3 separate regions of the Mus musculus genome follow, and regions 1 and 3 are each linked to region 2. A link is a contact called in public HiChIP or PLAC-seq and promoter capture Hi-C data. All regions are on one chromosome and are shown on one strand. Each heading gives the region's core, a stretch centred on a gene start, on an enhancer-like site or on the middle of the called end of the contact. The rest is flanking DNA. Distances are from core to core; before and after follow the strand shown.

Evidence for each region. Promoter capture Hi-C pulls out the DNA fragments that hold promoters and counts their contacts. HiChIP or PLAC-seq counts read pairs in DNA pulled down with a chosen protein or histone mark.
Region 1: a promoter capture Hi-C map of cranial neural crest shows a contact between it and region 2. The contact joins the enhancer-like site here to the promoter of Rars2 in region 2. A contact is called at or near these places in 3 of 39 promoter capture datasets (cranial neural crest, frontonasal cranial neural crest and hippocampal neurons) and 1 of 115 datasets of contacts at active chromatin or transcription factors (embryonic forebrain).
Region 3: a contact with region 2 is called in an H3K4me3 HiChIP or PLAC-seq map of stem cell-derived neural progenitor cells, with 3 times the contacts expected there. The contact joins the enhancer-like site here to the promoter of Rars2 in region 2. A contact is called at or near these places in 3 of 39 promoter capture datasets (embryonic stem cells, hippocampal neurons and liver), 3 of 115 datasets of contacts at active chromatin or transcription factors (acute myeloid leukemia, neural tube and stem cell-derived neural progenitor cells) and 1 of 9 other capture datasets (adipose tissue).

The regions. Positions count from the first base shown.
Region 1 is chr4:33,448,183-33,451,847 of GRCm38.p6, forward strand. The region is part of intron 14 of Rngtt (RNA guanylyltransferase and 5'-phosphatase); the gene reads left to right. Among named protein-coding and RNA genes, the nearest start is that of Mir8118, 12 kb to the left of the region's middle. Within about 2 kb of position 2,344, at least 12 of the 459 cell types and tissues checked have an H3K27ac peak or open chromatin away from gene starts, as enhancers often do.
Region 2 is chr4:34,612,170-34,616,267 of GRCm38.p6, forward strand. It overlaps Rars2 (arginyl-tRNA synthetase 2, mitochondrial), which reads left to right and starts at 2,788. Exons shown (of 20, transcript NM_181406.4): 1 at 2,788-2,857. The coding sequence starts at 2,822. Orc3 (origin recognition complex, subunit 3) reads right to left here and starts at 2,773. Exons shown (of 20, transcript NM_015824.4): 1 at 2,696-2,773. The coding sequence starts at 2,740.
Region 3 is chr4:33,496,754-33,500,893 of GRCm38.p6, forward strand. It overlaps Rngtt (RNA guanylyltransferase and 5'-phosphatase), which reads left to right. Exons shown (of 16, transcript NM_011884.3): 15 at 2,198-2,321; 16 at 3,485-4,140. The coding sequence ends at 3,648. Among named protein-coding and RNA genes, the nearest start is that of Gm52726, 11 kb to the right of the region's middle. Within about 2 kb of position 1,903, at least 22 of the 459 cell types and tissues checked have an H3K27ac peak or open chromatin away from gene starts, as enhancers often do. A contact at or near this core is called in stem cell-derived neural progenitor cells, where this site is marked.

The DNA.
Region 1 (3,665 bases), core at 1,094-3,593, 1.2 Mb before region 2:
TAAAGCCTTTTAATTTCATCTAGTTGTTTATCCGAGACACAAGTAATTATTATTGAGAGCAGTCATTGCAAAGCAAGTTCTTTTAAATAAAGGAATAGTAAAAAAAATTACTTTTGAAACTTGTTTAGTCTTTACTATAAAGTCTGCTAGCAAGGCAAACCTGTCTGCCTTTCTCAGCAGAAGATCTAGTAGCTCTAGGAAAAAGCAAAGCCTGATTGTTACATATGAAATGAACTTACAAGGAAGGTAGCTTCAGCCTCTAGGAAGGAGCTGATTGCCTGCTGCTGTTAAACTGATAAATCTACATTTTTCCTTGCCTTAAATGCCATCAGAGGTCTGAGAAGGATAAATTTTAGTAGGAAGTATAATCCAAATGGCCTATGTATCAATTAAATTGCAGAGACATACTCACCTAGTTGGTGGCCTTAGGCTAATGTGGTCTCAGTGGCTTGATTGGTGGCAATAGTCAGTATTCACCTGTCGTACAGGACAACATTTGATCTTGAACCACACAGCAGAGCAGTATTGGCCTTTGGCTGCCAGACCCAGGTCCAGGTCCTAGAGATTTTCCTGTAGGAACTTGAGAGGCTGGCCTTTCTTTGACCAAGCAGAGTAGAGCAGTCAACCCAACAGTATTCACAGCCTTGTGCAGATTCCTGGTAACAGGTAAGAAAGACATAAGGAAGTTTTTCTCAGTGATTACTGTTACTACAACCTAGATGGGATAGCGGGTGTCCCACTCTATTTGGAGACCTTAGAGTTCCTTCTAATTTCTCATATACTGGGAAGCTTTTAAAGTAAACATTTAAAGTGCCATAGTCAGAAGGTCTCTGGAGAGTTTGAGGACCATCTATTAAGTTTACTTGTGTTAGGTTTAACCTTGAGAACCTTGAGCTTTAGCAGACTAAATAAAAGTCATTCCTATAATTAATTACATTTGAACTTAGCATGACTAAGTATAGTTCTGACTGTTAGCGTCCATGTCTTAACCATTTTTAACAGTTTATAACAATTAGTACATTTTTATAAGATTAGGAATTTACAGTTTTATCTCCACTGAGTTTGAACCTTATAAGAGAATATTTTCTGAATTGAACCTCTTTTAGTATAAAAATAAATCTTTAAATCACACAGTCCATAAGGAAACTGGTAACTTCTTTCTTGGTGCTTTTTTAGTGTATACCATTTTAGAATATTATAGTTTCTTTTATGACTCAGTTTATCACACTATCTAAAGCTTATTAACAAGGTTATCGAAGACAAGGTGGTTAGACCTACATCTGCAAATCAGTTTCCGCTAGCCTGGATAGACTTTAGGTAAGAAGAGACATTCTATGGGCTCTTTGCCAGACTGCTTAGGTCATTATCTTGCTGCATCATAGAATAGGAATATCCTAGTTTCTGGTGTTTGGTGCTTATAGCAGTTGCCACAACAGTAGCCATTTATGTATTTATTTTAAGATTACATATTAATAAGGACATCATAGCAGAAAACATTTTATAAATGTCCCATAGCCTTAAAAATTTAAATATTTTAAAAGCTGATCTTTAAAAAAATCCAGTTTTTTAAATTTATATTTCCTTTTAAAGAAGTTTAAATTCTAAACTGTAGGCTCCTGCAATATCAAAAATAAAGTACCCTTTTTAAAGTACCCTATTTTACTTTAAGTGGTAAGAAACAGAGTAGAACCACAGTAAGGCAAAAACGAAAATTTAAGCAGTGCAAACAATTCAGTGCTCAGTGTCTGGTATTCATTCATAGTCTCAGGGCCTCCCCAAGAGGCTGAGGTCACCTCTCCGGCCCCAGCCTGGCAGTGCTTATAGCCTGTCTTCTGTGCTCCATCTGGCTCCATTTTATTATGGCTATTGTTTCTGGGGGCCATCACTTGGCACAAGCATTCCCAAAACTGCTGGAATCCCTCTCCTGGGCTCTTTTTAGTAACTTCAGCCCTGCCACACAATGCGAACTCTCAGCTGCTCTTCATGACTGACCCCTTTATGACTTTAAAACCAGAACTACCTGGATGACTCTACATTATAACATTAGGCTACCAGCACAAGGTATTTTCTTGTATATAAATGCATGGAGATGCAGCTTTAATACCTTATTAAAGAAGGAACTGTTTTAAATGTTATCTCTCATAAACCTCATTTTTTATGACTTTGTTTTCAGGACAGAAATTATCATATGAAACTCTATACTAGTTGAAAATATCTTGGAGTCGTCCTTGGTTGTTGTCTATCATGCGGATACCTTTCCATCAAGACGGTGGTGAAGTCTCCTGACATTCACCCTCTCCAGCTCTAGCAAAGATGCTGCCAGCTATGTGGCTGCTTCTGTCCTGACTGGGGACAGCAGATAAGGCAAGCCACATGTTGCTTATATCCCAAAATGGTGTCACTACAACACACGGTTCCTTTAAGATATCTAAATATAGAGCCGGGTGTGGTGGCGCACACCTTTAATCCCAGCAGAGGCAGGCGGATTTCTGAGTTCAAGGCCAGCCTGGTCTACAGAGTGAGTTCCAGGACAGCCAGGGCTACACAGAGAAACCCTGTCTCGAAAACAAAAAACAAAAAAGATATCTAAGTATAGATTTTAAACTTTCAACAAGCACCCTGTGTTACAAGTTTTAAGTTAAATTTTTTGCTGCAATTTTAGCCATACTCAGTAAACTTTCAAATCTTGAGGTACAGAAAGTTTCCATGATAGTCTTACAAATCTTGAGATAAGGTTTATATCTTAGCAAAGGTATTAGGCAGTAAATGAAACCAGTAGTCCAATTTTTGGCATTTTTCTTTGTTCTCTTTTCCCCATCACAGAATTAGGTGGCTTGCCTGACACAGAACATAGAAGAAAATGCTTTTAAATAAGCATGATTGGGTATAGAGAAGAGAGGGCCAAAGTCCAACTCCAGAGCTAGCTTTTCAATAAAGTAGAACAGCATAGAACAACTTTAATATTACCCACACACAAAAGACATTAGAGTCCTGGTAACCTGAATCCAGGGACCAGAAAGCCCAGAGATAAATTTTTAGCCCTGGCTATCAAAGTAGCCATGGCAAGTGGCTTTAGTGTTGGTGGCTGGTGGCAGCAGAGATAGCAAAAACAAAGCAATAGTACATAACACAGAAAAGTCCACGTACTCAAAGGAGACCAGTCAGACACAAAACATGTAGCTAACATCATTCATACATTCAACTGACCCATATTCATCTTGGCTACCACATTTGCAATAAAACTTACAGACAGACCAGAAAACACACACACAGACAAAGCTTTCCAAACAGCTAGAACCAGGCAGGTGACATCTTGCTCTTTGACCTGAGCCAGAGTGTATTTGGGTCCTGTCAAACCCGTCTACATCCCAGACTGAGATCCCACAGCACATAACCAGACTGTGACTTACTTGGGGAGGCCTCTGTAGATGGCGGCCACTTTTCTCAGCACTGCAGTTTACTCTGCAGGGTAACAAAAGCACTGTGAGGAGCAGTGGAACATCGGAAGACTGCACCTCCTGAGGCCCCTTCAGCACTATAGTTTGTAGTGAAGATCCTGCTTTTGAGTTTGCATAGGTGGTGGTCTGAACTCATTGGAAACCTCCAGAAAAACGTTAATTCCATTGGGTGAAAATAAGACCACTACCACAGATCTTGAACAAGAT
Region 2 (4,098 bases), core at 1,538-4,037:
ATTTCATGGACAGTCTCTTAAGACCTCTATTTATATAGAAAATGAAAGATTGGGCTGGCGAGATGGCTCAATGGATAAGAGCACTGACTGCTCTTCCAAAGGTTCTGAGTTCAAATCACAGCAACCACATGGTAGCTCACAACCACCCGTAATGAGATCTGACGGCCTCTTCTGGTGTGTCTGAAGACAGCTACAGTGTACTTACATATAATAAATAAATAAATCTTTAAAAAAAAGAAAATGAAATATTACGAGAAGTAAAATATGACAAAAAAAAAAGATCATCTCAGACTACTGTTAAACAGCTTTGCAAAATATAAAGTAGCCACGTGGGTTACATGTTCCAAATTAAGCTGTACCTCATGGTCTTACATTTGCAACTAGTAAAGGTCTATGAATTACTTGTACGTATTTCTAACAAGTGCATGGTAGCATGACAAGCTTATTACTGCATTCTTTCCATATACACGTTACAGCCAGTTATAGAATGGATAGTAGTATAACAAATATTAGCACAAGGATATGAATATAAGCAACAAACATTAATGAACAGTAATGTGGCTAACCACCTTAACCATCAGCCAAAAAATATGACAAAAAAAACCCCCAACAATACTTGATATGTTTAAGGAGGAAAATAAATTAAAACGTTGGCAGTTCCATGAATTCTGGAAATTGTCCTTAAAGGTTCTTATTTATATAATATTTCTTTCATGATTATCAACACAGATATTTCTATTAGGGCAAAAAGAAAAGTGCTTTTCTGAAAAAACTATCATCTCCAAGTTTTATAGAAATGATGGCTTTTTGAAAAAAAAAAAAAATTCTCCTTCTCTGGAAGGGCTGGAGAAGCAGCTGTGGTAAAGCTTTTGTGTAGTGTGCACAAAGTCCACATTGTTACATTCACCACCAGAAAAGAGAACGCAATGAAGTCTTAAGCAACAAACAGGATTAGGAGTTAGGGCACTCAAAACATCTGGAACTTTGTAGCCAAGGAAAAATAAAAATAGGAATAAAGCTAAAAAAACCACAAAAGTCTTTAACTAGGAACTGGGTATGGTGGTGCACACCCTTAATCCTAGCACTTGGCAGGCTCAGGAAGGCAGGAGAGTTCAAGTTCAGCCTGATCTACATATAGAGTTGCAAACCGATAAAGGCACATCGAGAGAACATGCCTCCAAAAAATTAATTAAACCACAGTGTTTGTTCTCTTTGAAATGTAGTCTTTGGGGGTACTGCTTGTCATTGACCATTTTAATCAAAATTAAATGTCTGGTGCACCGTTACCTTTCATCACTAACACACTTCTCAAATGTCTTAACCCTCAGCCAGAACCGTACCATGTGTAAAGTGTCTCCATTTCTGTTGAACTGTGACAATTTCTTTAAGCGGCAGTTGCGTTTCTTGGACTAAAATGACTTGCCTTTATATCCTTGTCTTCCCTGCTCCATCTCCCCTCAGGAATGCCCAGTTAGAAAAAGTGTATATCTATCACCTAAACTTCACAAACTGAGGAGTCATTCGCTGCTTACCTCCAGCAACAACCTAGTGGGCTGTGCGCCAAAACCAGAGAGCATTTCAATGTCCTCCAGCGGGTTCACCCCGTAAAAACACTGAAGGGGTCTCACTCTGCCCCGTGGGCCAGAGTTCCCTTCACTGGCTCTGCTGTGTTGCTGCCTGCCTGCCTGCTTGCCTGCCTGCCTGATTCTGATGTTAACATCACCCCTAACAGACCTGTTATAAAAGAAGACAGCCCACTTCAGTGTTCCCCTGTAGCCCCAATTACGAAACCTTTCAGAAGTCTGTTATTTCAGCTTCCTTCAGGAGTGTCCTTCTGTTCTTAGAACAGGAGTCAAGTCTTACTTTACAAGGCATAGCAGCACAGACCAATAGACCTTTCTTTTCCATCTGCTGCCCTGTTTGATATTCTTGAAATATGGTTGCTAATGGTAAACTTAATTTTAAGTTATCTTAATTCCAGATGTAGCCACAGGCTCCTAGGGGGCAATACAAGCCTAGGATTTCTCCTCTTACAAACTACAATTTGACTAGCACTCCTTTGCCATCGAGTAGTCCACAACCCCTCAAAACACTCATCTGAATTACATTTTTATTCTGGTTTTTCCTAATGCTCCTCTCTCCACTCACGGGTTAAACTGCTCTTTTTACTTAATACGCTCTTTTATTTCTACATTCTAAGGCAAAGACCATCTTATTCTGCTCTCCCAAACTAATGCTTTATATTTTGCCAAGATTCTTATTTTTCAGACCTTAGCCAAACTGTCACTTTCTCCAAGAATTTCCTCGGTCTCCCAGAAACCTTGGTTCGTCCCTCCTCTCTTAGAACTTTTCTCCTTGCTAATGAGCCAATTCAAGATCAGCTGCTTATGAGTATTTCTGGGAACAGAAATCTATTTTTGCCTCCATCTGCATCTCGGTAACTTAAAGCACAGTGTGAATTTATGGAGGGGGAAGAGTGGGGGAAGCGGCAGGACGCAGCACATTCTGGGGGCAGCCGCTCTCCTAGCCTTGGCGCCATGGCCTAGTTGCCCAGAGCAAAGCTTGCCTCGAACCCGGACCTGGGCAAAGCCGCCCGAGTCCTGTTCTCCGCGGAGCCAGAGCTGATGCCCATCAAACCTCGTCGGACTTGCCAAACAGGCACCGCGAATCTGAGGCGAGCGCCACCCCCACGTACCTTAGACACGGAGGAGGTGGCCATAGTCCGCGGCCCCGTGTGCATGCGCACTCCACACTTCCGCGCGCCCTGGCGGAAGCAGAGGCGACTTCCGGCGCGGAGGCGGGGCGTGCGGGAAAGGGAGGCATGGCGTGTGGCTTTCGTAGGTCGATCGCCTGTCAGGTACAGTCCAGAGCGGCGAGCCAGCGGGAGCCAGGGCCGGAGGGTGCAGCCTAGGCCGACCCTGCCTCCTCCTTGCGCTGCGGAGTGGGAAGATCCTCGAGAGCCCTGAGTGCTCACTGTCTTCTCATTTCCCGTTCTTAATGCTTTAACCTGGGCGGACTGTCCAGAGGCCATGATTAGACCCTGTAGAAATTAATGTTCCTCCTTCGTTTATGCCCTTTATTTGCTCTCATGAATAACCTGGTAGGATATATCTCGAATAAGAAATTTTGTAGCTTACTAAACCTGTAGGCGATGCTCTCCCGAGGAAAAGCTCTAAATCCGGACTTGGAGACCATTGGATAAAATAGATGATTTAAAAGGCATGCTAAGGGCTGCGGAGATGGCTCCGCGGGTGAAGTGCCTGCTATACAAGCATCTGTGCCTGCGTTTGAATTTCCAGAACCTAGGTTGAAAAACCTGCATAGCTAAGGAAGTCTGAAACCACACTTCTGAGAGGTGGAAACAGAAACCGGTGGCTCCAGCCTCTGGTTCGGTGAGAGTCTGCCTCAAATAAGGTGGAGAAAGACACTTGACCTGTACTCCTCGCGTGTTTAGCGCAGCCTATCCTGCCTGGAGTTTGCTAGTGCTAGCACAGACTTAGGCCCGCTGTGGCTGGGTTGTTTTAGACAATTCTGAAAGATGGTGCATATACTTCTTAGGTAGTTCTGTGGGAATTAAGCTCCAGCCTACAGAGATGACTTTAATGTGTTATCTGTGTGTCTGTGTTTGTATGTTCCTTCATGAGGACAGGCCACAGGTTGCCTGTGTTTCCTCCAGTCACTGTCCACCTTTCCCCCCTCTCCCCTAAGGCAGATTTTCTCCCCGAACCTGGAGTTTACCCGTTTAGCTAGGTTGGTTAGCCAGGGAGCTGCAGGTGTAATGGCAATTCTGCTGTTAGCTGAGTTCATTGCATGGTACAAGCAAAAAACAACTGACTGTCTGGGAAAGACAAAATGCAAGAGAGAAAGAAGACAGAGGCAGAGTGAAACTGTTTTTATTAAGGCAGGCCTATCCTCCGGAATGAGGGACGGGAAATCCAGAGTTGGGGAGCCTGTGGCTGGATGAGGGTGGGGAAGGGTGCCGGTGTCTCAGGTTTTCTCCATTGGCTGTGCACGCCCCATTGGCTCACCAAAGAGATGATCGCAGGCTTTTATGCACAGCTTGCTCAATTAAGGAAGCGGCCATGCTTTAAAGACCCT
Region 3 (4,140 bases), core at 653-3,152, 1.1 Mb before region 2:
ACTCAAACTAGGATAACAAAGTTGATGTAAGAAGACAGCAGGGATCCTCTTTCAGTTAATAATGATATGTAATTGTCTTCAGAAGACTATGGATGCTGAAATTAAGTCACTCTTCTGTACTCTAATTTTTTATGTGACCATTAGTGAAAACTTTAGTGTGTTACATATGAGAGATGGTATTTTTTTTCCCAGTTAAATGTAACTAGTGAAGAACACTGTTTCTTGTTGAATATGGACATCAATTTAAAGTAGTAGTGGCTGGTGCATTCATTTTCTAGAAATATTTTTCCAGATTGGTAGTATTTGGCCAAGCAGCTATAGCAGCTAGATAATAATACTGCTTAAGTCTGAAACTGAGAACACAAGAGTGATGAGCTTTATGACACTTAACTTCCGGTTGCTAGCCAGTAACTAGCTTCTGAAATGCCGAACATGTGCTTTTGCTGACAGCTGTTTTTCAGAGTGTGCCTTTTGGTGTCAGCATGATTCCTTTAGTGAGTTTGCTTGTAAAGTTGCTTAAAATCATAAGCAGAGTTTCTTGTTAAAAGAAATAAAAGAAGATAGAAATAAATGGAAAGCTTTTGAGTAGTCATGGCTCAGGAGAGAATGTTATCAGAATATCCATAGAACTTAACAGCAGTCTTGAGATCCTGCATAAACGGAACAAAACCCTAACAGTGTCTTTTGTAGAAGTAGAAAAAGCTGTGCTAGCATTCACATGGACTCTTAAGGAATTCACTTAGCTGACAAATAGCAAAGTCGCAGGCCTCACACCCCTGGCCTCTATTGCAAAGCTCCAGTGCTTTAAATAGCACACTTGATCACTGACACAGACAAGTAGATCACAGGAACTAGCAAAATAGCGTCCCCCCCAACCCGCCTCAAGATAGATTTAATAGCATATACCTATGATCTCATAGTACATGGAAAATTAAAACTGAAAAATCAGGAATTTGGGGACATGCTGATATATATAAATATATATGGATATTCTGAATATATATATGTATACATATATATGTATATATGTGTGTGTATATATATATATATATACATTTTATATATATATATATCAACTAGAGCAGGCAGTACAGAGAGCATCTGTAGAGGGGTTAAGTTTACAGAGCCTGGGCCTGTAGACCTTGGTTTTGGACCAGTTATTAGACCTGTTGAAAATGCAAATGATCCATCCAATCAAATGCAATATTCATCTAGAGGAAAGACAATTGGAAAGTTTTTATGAAGACACACCCTGACTAATCTAAATTGAAAGCAGCTTCTAAAAATTTGCATCTCTTCATCTTCCTAGGTGGTAGTGAATATGTGGGCAGAAAATGAGAGCATTTCAAATAATGCTAATGAAGTTTAGTGATTACAATCTACCATATTGTAAGAGAGTGTGTGTTGTTAGTTCTGAAGGATGAAGACAGAATTCAAATATTACCATGACTGGCATTTGATTGGAAAAGTGCAGAGATAAGCTTTAGGTTCCTTTTATGAAAACCATCCTCCTAGCCTGATGGAATATCTTCTCAGACGTACCATAGTTACCATGGATACTTGGTGGCTTTGATAGAGTATGTTGTAATCCATATTCAATCATCTGAGGTAAAGAAGCCAAGAAACACACCAGCTAAAGTCAGCATAGTTTCCTTTCTAAATCTATACTCTCTGCAAGAATGAAAGGGGAAAATAGCCCGAGGAGTAAGTTTGGATTTAAAAACTGACTGATTCGATCCTAGTATTTATTTTTATGTAGCTTTTTACCTATAATAAAGATAATGGGGGGTGGGGGTGGCATAGGAATCTACATGATGAGATCTTTCTGAAAGTTGGTGAACCCTAAGCAGTGAACTCATTGTCTGAAAGCCACAGAAACACAGACAGGATTGAAGGCATTGTCCCCATGGTAACATATTTGCATTTGGCCCAGAAGTGGCTGCTTTCTGCTTAGCTTCTTTTAATTGCTATATATTGACAGCCATTTTCACAACTCTGAAGTGTCAGATACATGAGCATGTGTACTGGGAGTGTGCACCATATCTTCAGGCTTGATTAGACACTTCAGATGACAAAGAGCTCCGCTTGAAGAATTACTGAGGTGTTTTTGGCATTTCCTAATGTGTCTGTCACATAGTAGAAGCAAAAAGCCTTTCAAATGATTTAAAATATTTTCATCAATTCTCTTTTAAAACAGGTGACAAAAGAACTAAAACAGTATGACAACAAAATTATAGAATGCAAATTTGAGAACAATAGCTGGGTCTTCATGAGACAGAGGATAGACAAAAGTTTCCCAAATGCCTACAACACAGCCATGGGTGAGTATGAGAGTGACCAATACAGTAAGTTCAGAAAATTATGTCGTCAAAGACCACATGTCCTGTTGATGCTGTCCTGAATAATGGGTTAGGTAGTCAGGCCTGGACCTTGTTAGTTGCTAAAGAGCTGCCCTGTGTGCCCGAAAGGGCAAAAGAGGGAAGGGTGATGGTTGCATACTAGATTAACTTAATGAATTGTTAAAAAAAAAAAAAAGCCATGATAATTTCTGTTCTATTCAAAACTATTAAAACAATTGTTTGCCAGATGGGTAAGAAGCAGAATTAGCAAGGGAAAAATGTAATTTCTAGCTCCTAAAATAACTTTACAAACAATGGAGAGAAAGTAAATGAAAACTGTAAAACATAAGAACTGCCCTGCTATCCTTCAGAATGCTCTTTGGCTGTGGTGTGAATGCCTTGGAGTCATCTCCATGTTTCAGATGTACTGACAGTAGAGGCGGTTTATAAAAGGCTAGATCAGTGCAGTGGGCGGCGGCTCACTTGTCCAGTGTCCACTGCTGGTGGCGATCAGGATCCTGAGAAGCAGGAAGAGGAGAGAGGCAGCCAGTTCACTCTTTCATTTTAAAAGATACTGTTTCACATTCAGGGACCTTTTTTGGAAGTAACATCTATGCTCAGACAAGATGAGTTCATTCCATTCTTTTCTCCCTCTTTCCCAAAACAAACAAATAAAATATCATAAAATGAGAAAATTGGTTTTTTTTTTTTGATTACTCAAGAAAAGATGTTTTGTTTATTAGGCTATTTTATTATATGTTCTTCACCTAAATGATTAAAATAACAATATGGATGGAAGCTACCATGAAAACTTCCTATTCTATAGTGGCATTGGCTATTATTGTTGTATTTCACAGAATGGCCATCTTTCTGACAGAATGACTTAAAAACTGTAGTATACTTTCCTGCATAGAAGTTTTAATTAAATACAGATTTTCATGAAGTATGCTGTACTAGGTTAAAACCCCTTAACGTCTTTGCTTAAAATTAATACTCTAGCAATGAGTGACCACCAAAACAGTACCTGAGGCCTGCTTGCCCATCATGAAATGCCATGATTTCACAGAGCTGCATGCAGACCACCCTCAGCCTGTAGTGAGTCAGCCACCTTAATCACCTGACATGTTTTCCTCCTTTGTCCACAGCTGTGTGCAATAGCATCTCGAACCCTGTCACCAAGGAGATGCTGTTTGAATTCATTGACAGATGTGCAGCAGCCGCCCAGGGACAGAAGCGGAAGTATCCCCTGGACCCTGACACGGAGCTCATGCCGCCCCCACCGCCCAAAAGACTGCATCGGCCAACCTAGTCCGTGCCTCTGAGAGGAAGAAAAATGCTGTTGTCTCATTTTCTCAACCAGAGAAATTAAAGAGACGAGCGGCTTCGTACTGGTACACGTGTTTTAAGGGAAGACATAGTCAGCCTGTATATATTTGGTACATTTGTTTCCTTGGAACTACAGTACATCATGGACCTAAATATTTTATTTATACCTGATAAATTCAGCCTTACCCTGTGGAGTCTACAGATTGAAATACCCAAAGGTTTAAATCAGATTGAAGTTAATGAAATAGAGGCCTTGTTTGTATGTGAATAGATACCTTTACATTTGATTCATAACTAGCAATCTGAAGCTGTAAGCATATTGAGTTTTTTAAATGTTGGATTTTAAGTTTACCTCTTTAAAATGTGGGTACTGGCATTAGAAATTTTCTCACTAACTTATCATGGATTTCTTATATTTCTCAATTTTTTATATTCTGAGCAATGACAAGGTCAAGTATTATGTACATTAAACAGT